Linked DNA regions of Mus musculus: all the other regions are linked to region 1. Evidence: chromatin contacts called from public ChIA-PET, HiChIP or PLAC-seq and promoter capture Hi-C data. All regions are on one chromosome and are shown on one strand. The core of a region is the stretch at or near the end of the contact, and the rest is flanking DNA. Distances in the headings are between cores, read along the strand shown.

Evidence for each region. ChIA-PET counts read pairs in DNA pulled down with a chosen protein or histone mark. HiChIP or PLAC-seq counts read pairs in DNA pulled down with a chosen protein or histone mark. Capture Hi-C pulls out chosen DNA fragments and counts their contacts.
Region 2: an H3K27ac HiChIP or PLAC-seq map of microglia shows a contact between it and region 1, with 5 times the contacts expected there. The contact joins the promoter of Lmtk2 here to the promoter of Usp42 in region 1. A contact is called at or near these places in 1 of 484 Hi-C or Micro-C datasets (CD4 T cells) and 2 of 115 datasets of contacts at active chromatin or transcription factors (memory CD8 T cells and microglia).
Region 3: a promoter capture Hi-C map of adipose tissue shows a contact between it and region 1. The contact joins the promoter of Kdelr2 here to the promoter of Usp42 in region 1. A contact is called at or near these places in 3 of 39 promoter capture datasets (the C10 cell line, the HPC-7 cell line and cranial neural crest), 3 of 484 Hi-C or Micro-C datasets (CD4 T cells, bone marrow-derived macrophages and muscle stem cells), 8 of 115 datasets of contacts at active chromatin or transcription factors (the 230-238 cell line, bone marrow-derived macrophages, effector CD8 T cells and 4 more) and 4 of 9 other capture datasets (adipose tissue, embryonic stem cells, liver and 1 more).
Region 4: a contact with region 1 is called in an H3K4me3 HiChIP or PLAC-seq map of bone marrow-derived macrophages, with 5 times the contacts expected there. The contact joins the enhancer-like site here to the promoter of Usp42 in region 1. A contact is called at or near these places in 3 of 39 promoter capture datasets (the C10 cell line, the HPC-7 cell line and cranial neural crest), 5 of 484 Hi-C or Micro-C datasets (the C2C12 cell line, the G1E-ER4 cell line, LSK cells and 2 more), 9 of 115 datasets of contacts at active chromatin or transcription factors (the 230-238 cell line, the SCID.adh cell line, bone marrow-derived dendritic cells and 4 more) and 2 of 9 other capture datasets (adipose tissue and embryonic stem cells).
Region 5: an RNA polymerase II ChIA-PET map of memory CD8 T cells shows a contact between it and region 1, with 5 read pairs. The contact joins the enhancer-like site here to the promoter of Usp42 in region 1. A contact is called at or near these places in 5 of 39 promoter capture datasets (the 3T3-L1 cell line, 3T3-L1-derived adipocytes, hippocampal neurons and 2 more) and 1 of 115 datasets of contacts at active chromatin or transcription factors (memory CD8 T cells).

The regions. Positions count from the first base shown.
Region 1 is chr5:143,730,877-143,733,576 of GRCm38.p6, reverse strand. It overlaps Usp42 (ubiquitin specific peptidase 42), which reads left to right and starts at 1,297. Exons shown (of 18, transcript NM_029749.2): 1 at 1,297-1,414. It overlaps Gm38737 (a long non-coding RNA gene), which reads right to left and starts at 1,122. Exons shown (of 3, transcript XR_868672.3): 1 at 1-1,122.
Region 2 is chr5:144,098,948-144,101,647 of GRCm38.p6, reverse strand. It overlaps Lmtk2 (lemur tyrosine kinase 2), which reads right to left and starts at 1,287. Exons shown (of 14, transcript NM_001081109.2): 1 at 872-1,287. The coding sequence starts at 974.
Region 3 is chr5:143,402,381-143,405,080 of GRCm38.p6, reverse strand. Kdelr2 (KDEL (Lys-Asp-Glu-Leu) endoplasmic reticulum protein retention receptor 2) reads right to left here and starts at 1,261. Exons shown (of 5, transcript NM_025841.4): 1 at 1,029-1,261. The coding sequence starts at 1,119. It overlaps Gm20635 (a long non-coding RNA gene), which reads left to right and starts at 1,339. Exons shown (of 3, transcript XR_868670.2): 1 at 1,339-1,472.
Region 4 is chr5:143,422,760-143,425,491 of GRCm38.p6, reverse strand. No RefSeq gene overlaps it. Among named protein-coding and RNA genes, the nearest start is that of Kdelr2, 20 kb to the right of the region's middle. Within about 2 kb of position 1,386, at least 7 of the 459 cell types and tissues checked have an H3K27ac peak or open chromatin away from gene starts, as enhancers often do. A contact at or near this core is called in bone marrow-derived macrophages, where this site is marked.
Region 5 is chr5:144,164,648-144,167,347 of GRCm38.p6, reverse strand. Lmtk2 (lemur tyrosine kinase 2) reads right to left here. Exons shown (of 14, transcript NM_001081109.2): 8 at 2,658-2,700; 9 at 929-1,050. Among named protein-coding and RNA genes, the nearest start is that of Bhlha15, 24 kb to the left of the region's middle. Within about 2 kb of position 1,392, at least 28 of the 459 cell types and tissues checked have an H3K27ac peak or open chromatin away from gene starts, as enhancers often do. A contact at or near this core is called in memory CD8 T cells, where this site is marked.

The sequences.
Region 1 (2,700 bases), core at 48-2,547:
GTTAATTTTGACAGGAGATGCTGAAATGTGAGCAACTAGGATTCTCTTTCTCCTTTTTAATTCCTCAAAGTACTTGAGTTTTTTGCTCCAAATACTCAATAGACATTTTATAGCCAACCTATAGGGACTGTAATGAAGTTGGTAGCATGAGTAGGTATAGGCTCCTGACCTCTTTATAATGTTAAAAGCTTAACATAGCATGCTGTGGCTGGAATAAATGAAAGGAAAAAGGAAATATGGAGTTGGGTGTTTTGTTTTGAGACTGGGAGTCCTTCTGTAGCACAGGGTGTCTTCAAACTTGTGATTCTCCTGTCTCAGACTCACCTGTACTGGGAATCATTAAAATGGGACTTTTAATGCCCAAGCTAAAGAGCTTAGCTTCTTCTTCTGATCTGTGTTTTAAAATAAAACAAAAAACTGTGTCCACAAGAGTATAGTGAAACCAGAGTGGAGTGCTGGAGGAGTCAGTTAGACTAGGCTTAGTGAGAGAGAAGGCAAGTGGGTGGTGGGCAGGACCACAGCTCTTTAGGTCAGTAGGGTGTAGTGAACTGGTGGTCTAGGGGGTGAAAGGTTTTGATCAGCAGTGAATGCTCTTCAGGGGTGTGTACTAAATGGGTACCACAGGCAGGCGCTGGAGGGGAGAGAATACAAGGATGAACTACTTTGTCCAGCCTCAGGATCCAGGAAGTAACAAGAAGCATGACTGTAGGACTGGGGCGCAGTTGCCTCAATCTGGAGAGCTAAGACTTGAAGTGAGACGTTGAGGGGGGTGCATGGTCTGCTCTTTAGCCTGGCAGGGCTACGTAAGGTAGAGACAGCGGAGGCCCCATCGCGGTGAGGGCCCGTGGATCGCAGAGCCCAGTGGCCTCGCCACCGTAGTCCGCAGGGCCACGCGTAGGAGAGGCATGAGTCTCCCGGGATGGGAGCTCAGGTGTACTGGCTTTAGGGCCCCAACCCGGGCCACTCCGGGAACTCTGAACGGAAGCGGCCCCTCCCCGCCCTGCTGCCGGACACCCAGCCAATCAGTGCATCCCGCCAATCAGGGCGTCGGACCAATCAGTGTGCTTTCTCCGGCGGAGCCCGGCGCTTAGCTGACGCGTGAGGCCAGCCCGCGCCCCGCCGCCCTTGGGCGACGGCCCCTCCCGCGTTTGCCCGGCCCGTTAGCTGCGCGCCGCGCCTCTTGCGCGACGGCCCCTGGGCGGCGGAGGCCGTGGCGGCGGCGCGTGCGGGCGCGGCCCTGGTGCGCCCCCTGGCGGCCCGGCCGGCAAGCTGCGGGTGCGGCGCTGACCCGGAGGCGGCGGCGGCGGTGCCCGGATGGAGGCACGTCATTGTCCCCCGCCGGGCGGCTGGGCTGTGTGCGGCGGCGGCGGCGGCGGCGGCCGAGGGGGATGGAGCGAGTGCCGAGCCGGGTCAGGTAAGCTCCCGCCTCCTTCCCGCCCGCTGCAGGCCGGCGTGGGGCCGGGCCGCGTGTCCCTGGTTCGCGGCCTCAGCCGCCCCGCCGCCTTCAGCCGGCCGCGGCCCGCCGGGACTAGCGCGGCCCCTCGCCCGCCGCCCCCTCTACAGCCGCCGGGCGGCCCGGGGACCCCACGGCTGCGGGACTGGCGCTGCCGCCGCCCGGCCGGGCCAGGCCCGCAGAGCAGGAGGCGGTGGCCACGGCGGGCGGGCTCGCAGCGAAGGCAGCGCCGGGGTTGCACGGAAGGGCCGGACCCCCCTGGTTGCCATGGCCACAGCGCTCCCACCCCCACCGGCCCCAGCCCGCCCCCTCGGTCCGCTGCTCGGGCGGCCGGCAGCTACCGGGCCGCCCGGCGCGTTTGGAGCTGCCGGGGTGGGCGTGTGCACGCCGGGACAGTGTAGCCGGCGTAGCCGGCGTCCGGGGCCCGCCCGCCGCCCCCCCGCGTGGCTGCCACCTCCGGCTCCAGGGCGCCCCTCGGAGCTCCGGGCTGGCCTCCCCGCCCCCACCCCACCCCGACAAACTTTCCCACCCGGGCGCAGTCCACTAGGCTCCTCAGCAGAACACCCGAGTTGCCCACGCCGTAGCGGAGCGGACACCCGCAAGAGAGGCGGACAGCCGGGGGTGTTGGGGTGGGGGGGAGGAGCCCCGTAGCTCTTTCCCCTCCGAAAAAGCGAGTGTGCCTTCCTCCCCCAGGCTCTTTATCTTTTGGGGCACAGAGAACCAACTTACCTGGAGGAAAGGGCGGGTGGGAGGGATCAGATTCAGATGTTTGAAATGAAAATTTGACGGGACCAAAGTTTTACAATCTAGGACTTTAACCTCCCTAGAATACAGTTGAGATTACTTTTGTTGAATAGCTCTTTTATATCTGAAGGCCTTAGGACTTGCTTGTTTGTGGTTCTTTCAAGTAAATACACTCAAGTAACAAAAAGTGTCGGGGAAACTAGTTAACGCCCCTTTTACAAAGTAACAACCGGATCCAGGTTCGCACAGCTGTTTATGGAGGAGAACTTTTCTTCAAAGCATGCATTTTAAACGTTCTGCTTTTACCATGTCACTCATTCAGATGCTTAGGTCTGTGAATAATGAGTTACACTTATTTGTTTTTACTCAGGGACAGTTTCACTTTCTTTTCTGTAATCATTGATTCAAGACTACAGTAAGTACTTGGTTTGCAGAGTTTTACGGCTAATCATTCTGTTTACCAAAATACAATTAAAAACCAAGTGGTGTCTTTTTTTAAAGTT
Region 2 (2,700 bases), core at 38-2,537, 370 kb before region 1:
CGTTGAAAAAAAAAAAGAAAGAAAGAAAGAAAGCCGTAATGATGGAAAGTTAGCCTAGATTTGTTTTTTTTTCTTAAAATTTCTGAGATGGTTTCTTTGGCTGAAGTTTTATTTATAAACTCCAAATCAAAACTATATGCAGAAAATACAGAAGGGCTGAGAGCTTGAAAAGAGAATCACTCGCTGAAATAGTTCAATTACCCTCAGGCCAATTTGTCAGTGGATACGCAAAAGCTGCTATGCTACTCCAGTCACTAGCTTCCTAAAACAAAATTATGTATCGTTTGTTCCTTTCTCATCCCCAGCGACTCATTCCGAAAAAATAAATAAATAAACAGATAAATAAACCAATAGCCCAACAACCACAGCATCTAAAATCAATTTACAACTTTAGAACAAGTTTCGGTGAGCCAAGGAAACTGCACAGCTTCCGCGAGTCATTGGTTTCATTTAAGGAATGACGAGAAATAAGAAACGGTTCTTATAATAAGACGGGAGAAAAGCCACCAGAGGCAGGTGACATCTGGAAGAAGAAAAAAAAAAAAAAGGAAGTGTCGAGGACAGAAGCTGGAGGTACCTTTAGGGCAACAAGTTTAAGAGTCCGGGAAAAAGAGTCCCCCGGGAGGTAGGGGAACCCATCGCTGCCACCTCGCCCCGCCGTCTTCCCCAACCCCCACCGTGTCGCCGCGCCCCCGCCCCCCATCCCACGCCCCTGCGGCAAGAAATCTCCCTGAGATCGCGGGCATCCCGCGGCCTCCTGCCCTCGGCAGGCCTCCGATCCGCCGCAGAGGTGGCCCAACCCCGCAAGCCCGCCGCCCTCGCCGCCGCCCCGCAAGACGCAGCGGCCCCGCAGCCCCCGGGCTCCGCTCACCTGCACCTGTTTGCGGAAGTGGCGCGGCCCGGGCACAGCCGACCGTCAGGAGCAGGAGCAGCAGGAGCATCGGCGGCGGCGGCGACGCCGGCGGCCCCGGCATCTCGTCCACCGCGCGGTCCCCCACGGGGCCGGCTCTCGGGTCGCCGCCTTCAGTCAGTCGGTCAGCCCTCCGCGCCGCCTCAGCGACACCGGCGCCGGCTGCTTCGGGACACACGTCTCTTTAGCCAAACGTCAACCTTGTTCCTGGTCTGCATCCGCCGCTCTGGCCTCGGAGCCAGCATCATCCTTCCCGCCCGTCAGCGCCGCCACCGCCGCCGCCGCCGCCCCTCAACAGCAGCAACGGCGCCCAGCCTGCGGAGCCGCGGGCCCAGGCAGCCGCGCTCCCGCCGCCATGATGGGCTGCGTCATGTGACGTAGAGCTGAGGCGGGATGCCGGGACCGACACCTGGACCAGCCAATCGTCAATCCATACTGACTCCGGGAGCCCCACCCTCTCAGCCATAGGCGGCAAGGTGGCGATCGGTGCGCCCCCTGCAGACAGAGGAATGAGGCGTGGGCAGCAGGTAACATCGACAATTATTTTAGGAAGATATAAAGAAGTCCATAATAACCCACATAATTTAATCTGGGACTTTTGTCTCTCTTTCTCCTACTTTTTATTTTTCTTTTCTAATTTTTACCAACATGGTTCTCGGTATTTTATCCCCGGTTTTACTTTCTTCATTTTCACTTATCAGAACTTTCTTAGCCTCTTCTTCTTAGGCTGACCCTCATATCAGATAAGCTCTTGAGGAAACGTTGAAATTTTTAAAAATTTTAATTGATCAAGCACAGAATGTTTCTGACTTCACTTACTGACGTAGCAGTGAGCTCAAGCCAGCTCCTCTGCCAAGACAGCCAGCCCTTCCTGCCCCCTCTTGTTCACCTGGCAGATGCGCATCCTTTCATTCGTCAAGACACACCTGGAATATGTATGACTTCATCGATGGCTTCACCCCAATCCCACAAATAACTGAGCATCCACAGCCCCGACCTAGCCCAGCCCTGGGCCGACTGTCATGTTTTATTGTTCCTGTGACTGTAAACCCCTTGAGGACAGCAGCCCTGTCTTGAGTCACCTTGGAGCTCCTCCTGGGTGTTCTCTACTGGAACTGTGCTAGGTGTTGGTGATGGGTGTGAGGAGGGAGCAACTTCCAGGTGAGGTAGAAGATGTCTCAAATGCAATGAAGAGATTGCTTGCCTTGCAAGCTTGAGGGCCTGAATTTGATCCCCAAGAAATCCACATAAAGAAAATCTAACCTTAGTGGACAATGCTTGCTGAAGAGGCAGAAAAAAAGATGGCTCGTAGGACTCGCTGACAAGCCAGACAAACTTGCTAGGTAAGTTTCGGGCCAATAAGAGACCCTGCCTCAAAAACAAAAAGTGGACCCTGACCCCGAGGAAAGACACTCTTCTGGCCTTCACACACACACACACACACACACACACACACACATACATACACAGGGACAGGTGGAGAAAATGCACACACATAAACAAATCACATGCAAACACAAGCAACACATACATCCATGCACACAACACATACATCCATGCACACAACACATACATCCATGCACACATAATAGAAAGGGAGAAAGTGTTTGACTGTAACACAGCTCTGAGCCCCTTCCTTGGGGTTGGGGAGACCACCTTTGCTGACTCTGGGAGTCCAATTTGTGAATAAAAACACCTGAAGAGCTGCCTTGCATCTTATCAGGTGGAACTTTAGCAACTTGCAAGCCCAGAGCTTCACCTGGTTTCCAAACTCCCTCCAAAAACCCATT
Region 3 (2,700 bases), core at 12-2,511, 330 kb after region 1:
AGGACCAGCATGTAGTCCATTCTCATTTTGAATTCCTGAACCTCAGGTTACCACCTCTCGAGTGCTGGGATTACAGGCAAGCACCATCACACTCACCAAGAACTTATCTAAAACTTGTAAGATTCCTAATATTTAACGAAAGGCAGAAGTCCACAGCTATTATGTGAGGAAAGTTCACTCTACTGCCTCTCTGCAATGTAGTTTGAGGGAGGTACAGCGCCAACTCAATGGTGACGTGGAGCAAGGATACTAGCCGAGAACAGAGGCCTCTGTGGTACCCAGCGCTGGCAGTTTAAGAGAACCAGTTATTAGACGGCCACACTCAAGGATGAAAAACTAGCTTGCTTCTCAGAGTAACATGAAAACTATGCCAAGCAACTCACTTAAAAGATCCACATCTCTTTTTATGACGCATGAGATCCCGAACCCCAAGGCTTGAGTTGTAGCCTCATCAACTGTAAGCACAGGCCAGACCTGACACCATCCTGCCCCCACATCCCATCCTCTGCTTGTCCTTGAAGATAACAGAATGAATAGCAGGATGCCCCTCTTCCTCCAGCCAGCCCCACCTTCGCGGGTGGCCTGGCTGCCACGTCAGGCCCAGCTAGTCTGTGGTCCTATCCATCCTCCTCGAGCAAGTCTCCCATTGATTCCTGGGGACTCAGAGGCGCCCCCCAAAAGTCCCATGGAGAGGGACACGCCCACTAGAGCCCCACAGATCCCGTGCTAAACTTTTCAGATGCAGCAGGACGCGGGGGCAGTTACGCCAGCGCTCGCTGAGCCAGGACGGATCAAGTTCGCGAGCGGACCAAGCGCAGAACTGGGGGGCCCAGAGCTGCGACGGACACCCCAGCCCGTGTGCACACTCGGAGGGGTTTCGTTGCCCGCCGAGCAGGCCGAGATGGGTGTGTCTGGCCATCGCAAGCCCGGCACAAAGCCTCCGGAACGACCGAGAGCCGAATGGGTCGGTCGAATGGGCCAAACGCGCGCGCTCCTGCCCCGCGCGCCTCGCCCCGGCGGCCGCTCACCAGCACAGGAGCGCGTCTTCCAGATCTTCAGCAGTAGGATGACGATGGCCGCCAGGTGGGACAGGTCCCCAGTCAGCCGGAAGATGTTCATGGCGGCGGCGGTCGGCGCGGCACAGCGGCACCGGAGCTAGGCAGCGACTCGGGACGCGGCGACAGCAGCCCCGGAGAGAGGAAGCGGCGAAAGATGGCGGGAGCGGGCGCGACGTGGCCAGGGACGTGGCCGAACTGCCGTCGCGCGCGCGGGGCAGCCTGGGAGAGCGGGCGACCGCTGGGGCCACGCCCCCGCCACGCCCCTTAAAGGCCCAGCGTCGGTGAGCAGCCGGACTTTACATCCCGCGTGGACGGTCAACTGAGGACCCAGAGTCCTCCGCAATTTCCGTCTCCAGGGTTTCCGCCTAGGTGCCAGCGATTTCCTTCTCTAAGTTTTTGAAATGCCACTCAGTTGTGAGTATTGTCTTGTTTTTTTTTCCATTCCCTACTAAGATAGCAGAAATACCTATCTCAGAGGCATTGCGAGGGTAGAAAGCAAGATTAAAATTTCTGTGATTAAGAACTCCAGCTTCTCTTGTATAGGACCGAAGTTCGATGCCCAGCTCCTAACCTCGGGGAGCTTACATCACCTTTAACACCAACTCCAGGGAATTCATTGCTTCTGGCCTTTGAGAGCACCTGCACGCCCATGCACACACCCACACACAAACTAACACACACATTTTAAATAATAATAAAAATAAGTCATAAGAAATCTGTCAAAATCTATTAATTTTTATTTAAAATTACATTAAAATTTTGTATTAGGGATGGAGAGCTGGCCCAGTGGATAAGAGCAATTGCTGTTCTTCTAATAGACCTGATTTCGAGTCCCAGCACCCACAACTGCAGACTCACAACAGCCTGGAACTCCAGTTCTATCTGACACCTCTCACCTCTGAGGGTGCCTTCATGTGTGTGCGCGCGCACACACACACACACACACACACACACCCCTGAAACAATAAAAATAAAAATAAAAATTTATTTGTGGACTGTGTGGGCACATCCAGTCAGGCCCAGTTCTCTCCTTCCATCTTGTTGGTTCCTGGGACTAGGCTCAAATCTCCAGGCTTGGTGACAAGCCCCTTTAGCCGCTGAGCAACCCCACCACTTCTTTTTCTTTCCTCTCCCTCCTCTTCCTCTTCTTTCTTTTTGCTTTTATATGTCTGTTCACACGTGTGTGTGCACATGTGTAGGCTGTGAGGCCAGCTATTTCTAGGACCTTCTAGATCCTGTTACACCTTATATATTGAAGCAAGGCATCACACTTGAACCCAGAGCTTGCTGATTTGGCTAGTCTAGCAGGCCAGCTTGCCGAAGGGATCCCCTGTCTCTATCTCCCAGGCTTCAACACAGCCTAGCATTTATGTGGGTGCTGGAGATCTGGGCTGTGTTTCTCGCAGACATGTGTCAGCAATCTTTCTGGATTTACAGTGTTTCTTGTTTGCCATTTAAGAAGAAACTTGGAGGCTTAAATGATGGAGCAGGGTGGGAAGATGGGGCTGAAGCACTAACCCATGCGTCATGGGTTACCTTGGAGATGGCTCAGTTAATAAAGCAGTCACTAGCCATACATGAGGTCTGGAGTTCAATCCCCAGCCCCCGATTAGCCAGCTCCTTACTATTAATGTTAACGACT
Region 4 (2,732 bases), core at 137-2,636, 310 kb after region 1:
GCTGGGAATTGAAGCTGAAGAGAATCCAGTGTTCTTAACCACTGAGCCATCTCATCTCTCCAGCACTCTCTCCTACCTTATTTTTTGAGACACGGTCTCTATGTTGGCTCTTCCTGGTTGTCAACTTGACTACATCTGGAATGAACTACAACCCAGAAATGGAGGGCACACTTTTGATCCAGATCTTGAGCCACAGTGGCCATGAAAAGCTTAGGCCCAGGCAAGGTAGTACAAACTTTTAATCCTAGGAGACAGAGGCAAGCAGATCTCTTCAGTTCAAGGCCATCCTGGGAAAAAGCAAGTTCCAGATGCAGGCGTGGTGGCACACACCTTTAATCTGGGCCATACCTTCTGCTGGAGGCCTACATAAGAACATTGGAAGAAGGAAGGCCTTCCTCTTCTCTGCCTGCTTGCACTTACTTGCCAGCACATCTGTTGGAACCTGCTTCTTCAGGATGGCAGCTTATACAGAAGAGCAGCTGGAACACCTACCCTCGTGGGACTGAGCAACTACTAGGTTCTTGGACTTCCCATTCACCGCTGCCCACTGTTAGATTAGGTGGGATGCAGACTTTAAGCCATTTCAATAAATTCACTTAATATATAGAGACATTTCATAAGTTCTGTGACTCTAAAGAACCCCACCTAGTAGTCTCTCTCACTTAGAGCTCATTTTTTTTTTTCAGCTGGTCTGGCTTGCTAGCACACTTCTATATGAATCCCCTCAATGCTAGAGTTACATCCAACTTTTAGCTGGGAGCTAAGGAGTCAAATTCAGGCTCTTAACCAGTGTGGTGGCACACGTCTTTAATCCTAGCACTCGGGAAGCAGAGGCAGTTGGCTCTCTGAATTTGAGGCCATCCTGGTCTACAGAGTGAGTTCTGGGACAGTCAGGGCCACACAGAGAAACCCTGTCTTAAAAAAAAACAAAAAACAAAAACAAAAACAAAAAAAACCAAGCCAACAAAAACAAAATCAGGTTCTTGTTCTCCTCTCCCTAGCCCCACATTTTAGAGATAGATCTCAGTAGGTTTCCAAGGCTACTTTGAATTTATGATCCTCCTGCTTCAGCCTCTGGAGTGACTAGGATGACAGTCCTGTACCACATACCCGGATTCACCAGGCTTTTAAATAGCAGGGATAAGAAATAGGAATTATATAAACCAGGACTTTGATCCCAGGACTCTGGAGGCAGAGACAGCCAGATTTCTGTGAATTCTAGGTCTACATGTGGAGTTCCAGGCCATCTGCACAGACACAAAGATCCTGTTTCAAAACAAAAGAAAAAGGGGGGAGGGGATACAGGAGAAACCAAATCCCACACTAACCTTTATAGGGTCAGTGAAGGATGATTGACAGCTCAGGCTACATGGGAATCTCACAACTGACCACTAGGGGGCGGAAAAACCAACCCCAACCCCACGTGGGGTTCCGTATTTACCCATTAGTCATCAAACCTGAGGTCCCGAAAAGTCAGTTTCTACACATCTATTCCTTTTCAAAACTTTATTTGTGGGTGGAGATATGGCTTAGCAATTGAGAGTGCTACCGATCTTGAAGAGGACCTGAGTTCAATTCCCAACACCCACTCACAACCCCCTGGAACTCCAGCTCCAAAAGGCTTTGATGCGTCTGGCCTCTGCAGAGACCCACATACCTAGACACATGACTTTAAGTATCTTATTTTCATTCTTACTGTCGGGGTGTGTTTACATGTGAGCATACATCACAACGTGTACATGGAGTCAGAGGGCAATCTGTGGGGTTGGTTTTCTCCTTCTACCCAGGTATTGAACGCCAGCCACCAGGCTTAAGCAGCAAGGAACTCTACCCACTGAGCAACCTCACACACCCTATAGATGTTTCTAACAAGGATTCTGAAACATCTAGCACAACTAGCCAGTGTCCTCTGGGTACCAATCTCCAGGAGGCTTTCAGGGCAGCTAGCTCTCCCTGGAGAGTGAAGGGTGAAGGAAGTCGTGCAGATCACTTCACCAAGAGGGGGTCTTTTAAATATTTTTGTGCGGTGGAGGGGCATGCACACACCATGGCACATGTGTAGAAACCAGAGGAAAACGCTTCCCTGTGTTGTAGTCTCCAGAGATTGAACTCGGGGAATCAGGCTTGGCTGCAAGCACCTTAATCCATTAAGCCCCATCTTGCTGGCCCAAGGGCTTAGTTAAACTTTTTTTTTTTTCTTCTCCCTCCGGCCCTGCTCTTTCCCAGTGTACAAGGCTTACGGTTTATTTATTTTAATATATGAGTATAGTGTTGCTGTCTTCAGAAACACCAGAAGAGGGCATCAGATCCCATTACAGATGGTTGTGAGCCACCATGTGGTTGCTGAGGTTTGAACTCAGGACCTCTGGAAGAGCAGTCAGTGTTCTTAACTGCTGAGCCATCTCTCCATCCCATTAAACTTCTTAAACGTTGCACTTGGGAGTTTCTCTACAGAACTGAAATTCATAGTAATCCCATGTTTTGAGATGCAAGACTCCACACGAGCCTGAGTCCAAAATGCATCATTTTACATAAAAAACAGAAGAAACCCCCAAACTTTCATATCCGCTGGGCATAGTGGCATGTCGTTCATCCTAAAGGACTTCAAGCGCAGAGGCAGGCATGTCTCTGAGTTCAAAGTCAGACTGGTCTACATATCGAGAGCCCATCTCAACAAGACCTCCATAAACCTCAATGAGAAAACGTTACTTGACAACCTATATTCAGGCAGC
Region 5 (2,700 bases), core at 143-2,642, 430 kb before region 1:
ATGGAAGCCAGAGGACAGTAGAATGACATCTTGTAAAAATGCATTTGAGGAATGAGAACAAAACAGGCAAGAACGTGCAGACCACAGAAAACACAGTCTGGCAGCAGCAGGTCTCACTAGGAAGGACACACTTTAAGTCGGAGCATAATCCCAGAACAAGGTGTGAGATCAAAACACAGAAACGAACAAAAGAGGCATGAGGAGAAACAGCTTGTATGTGGATAAACCTAAATGAACACTGATGCATAAGCATGCTTGTGCGTGCGCACGTGCGTGCGTGCGTGCGTGCGTGTTACATAGCTAAAAGGAAGTGAGGTGTTCCAAAGCCTTGTACTGGTCAAGAAAGAGGGTGAGGAGATGAAGTAAGATTATGGTGTATAAAAAGTTCACTCATATTGTAATTTCTAGAATAATTGATAAAAGCACAGGCATAGAATGCATAGCTTCTAAATAAAGAGGAAAAAAAAAGCTAAAAAAGAAAATCAATCCAAAGGAAGGCAAGAAAAGGAAAACCAAAAACAAACAGGAAACTACCTGATACCTAAAATAAAGGTATCAGTAAGAAAACCATGACACTGTCAAGTCAAAGACTCAGATACATCATCATTTAAGCATCTTTTGAAATGACCCCTAAAAATCACTTACATAACAGCCCAAACCTCTCAGTTTTCCCACTCCCTTCAGTAAATATTAAGCACTTACTGTATTCCAGGCCGGCAGGTACAACATGGACAACAGATGCAGTTCCCGGCCTTAGTGGAGGCGAATGGGTAGAAGTGGCAGCAGCAAGTCAAACACAACCATTACCGCTGCTATGGCACATGGTGTGTCTCTCTGCCTCCTACATCCTAGAAGAACTCCTGTACTCAAAGAGAGGAGTTGGGCCCTTGCTAAGAAAACCAAATAAAAAAGCATGCCAGATACCTACCAGATATTACTGTATTTAGTCTGATCTGCAGTCAAGAGTCTGTCTTGAAAGCTGGTCACTAATTCTGGAGCAGTCCATCTCAGGGGGAAAACTTTCTTGTCATCTGTCTCAATGTAATCCTCCTGCGTGGTCATAAGCACAGTGTTCAGGGGAATTCCATGTGAGGGGAGCTTGGGAGCTTAAGAGCAAAACGTTATCAGTGAGCACGCGCCCAACCAAAACCAGCACAGGGAAATGGGAAGCAGGCAGGCAGAGAGACTTCTGGACTGTGCTGGTTACCACAGCTGACGTTACAGGTCAACCTCCCACCACTTACGAGCAGCAAAGTGACAGGTGAGCTACAGACACTAGAAGCCCTCTCCCTTAGCTGGAAGGAAGGGCTGCACAAAGCCAACCACTTCTGTGAGAGGCTAGAAAGGTAATCCTAGCAACAACTTCACAGCAAACAGTAAGAGCTTCAGACACTCCCACTAGTGCTTGGACAGGAAACCAACCTAAATTTGCATGTTTTTGAAAGCATTACACTTCTGGTGCTCATAGAACCCACGAAATGACAGATAACTGTTAACTTTATGATGCTGCATAGAAAATGATTAGTATTGTAGCAATATCACTTTTTAAAAAGATACAACTCATTTAACTTTCAGTGTATGAATACTTTGTCTGAATGTATGTATGTACACCATGTATGTGCCCAAAGCCTAAGGAGGAGGTCAGAAGAGGGTATCAGGGGCTCTGGAACTGGAGCTCCGTCCTGTTGTGAGCCTCCATGTGGGCTCTGGGAACTAAACCCATGTCTTCCACAGCAAGAAGAGAATGTGTTTTAACTACTCAGCCATCCCGCCTGGCCCAGCAGAGCTCAGCAAACACTCACAGATGAAATCTACTGAGCTGTTTTCTTTAGGGGTATATGTAACAGTTAAAAACAAAGCAAAAGGGGGCTGGCAAGATGGCTCAGGGGGAGAGAGCACTGACTGTTCTTCCGAAGGTCCTGAGTTCAAATCCCAGCAACCACATGGTGGCTCACAGCCACCCGTAAGGAGATCTGACGCCCTCTTCTGACACGTCTGAAGACAGCTACAGTGTATTTATGTATAATAAAAAAAATCTTAATAAAACAAAAACAAACAAAAAAAAACCAAAGCAAAAACATGAATATCAACCTTAGTATACCTGTGCTTCAATTTTACTGATTATAGTGAGAAACATCTACAGACATGTGTGCTTTGCTCTACAAATACTAATTAGCATTTTGCCCACATGTAATTAAAATCTGTTACATATGGCTAGTGAAATGGTTCAACGGGTAAAGCACTTGCTGCCAAGCCTTGTAACCTGAGTTCTGGCCTGGGGACCCACACAGTAGAAAGAGAGAGCTGCCTTTGACTTCCTCATGCATGTCTTTGACATGTATGTGCCTATAAATATACACATCCATGTGAAATAGATAAGTATGCAATTAGAGTACTTTAATACTGTTTTTTAATATATTATTCAGGCAAACTGAATCCATTACACTGAGACCTTAGTCACAAAGCTACTGACTTTGACAAATCAGAAGCCAATGGTACCATAAAAGGACTGGGATATACCTGCTGGAGAAAGGCCATGGCATAAAAAGACTCCCCCACCCGCACCCCTACCCCCTTAAACACAAGCAGTGTTTTTCAAGCCGACTCTTGACTGACAGTAAGCAGGTTAAGAAGACAGCAGGCAGAGCTTTGCTTACCTTGTATCTGCTGAAGCCTATTCCATAGTCACCCACTTTGACA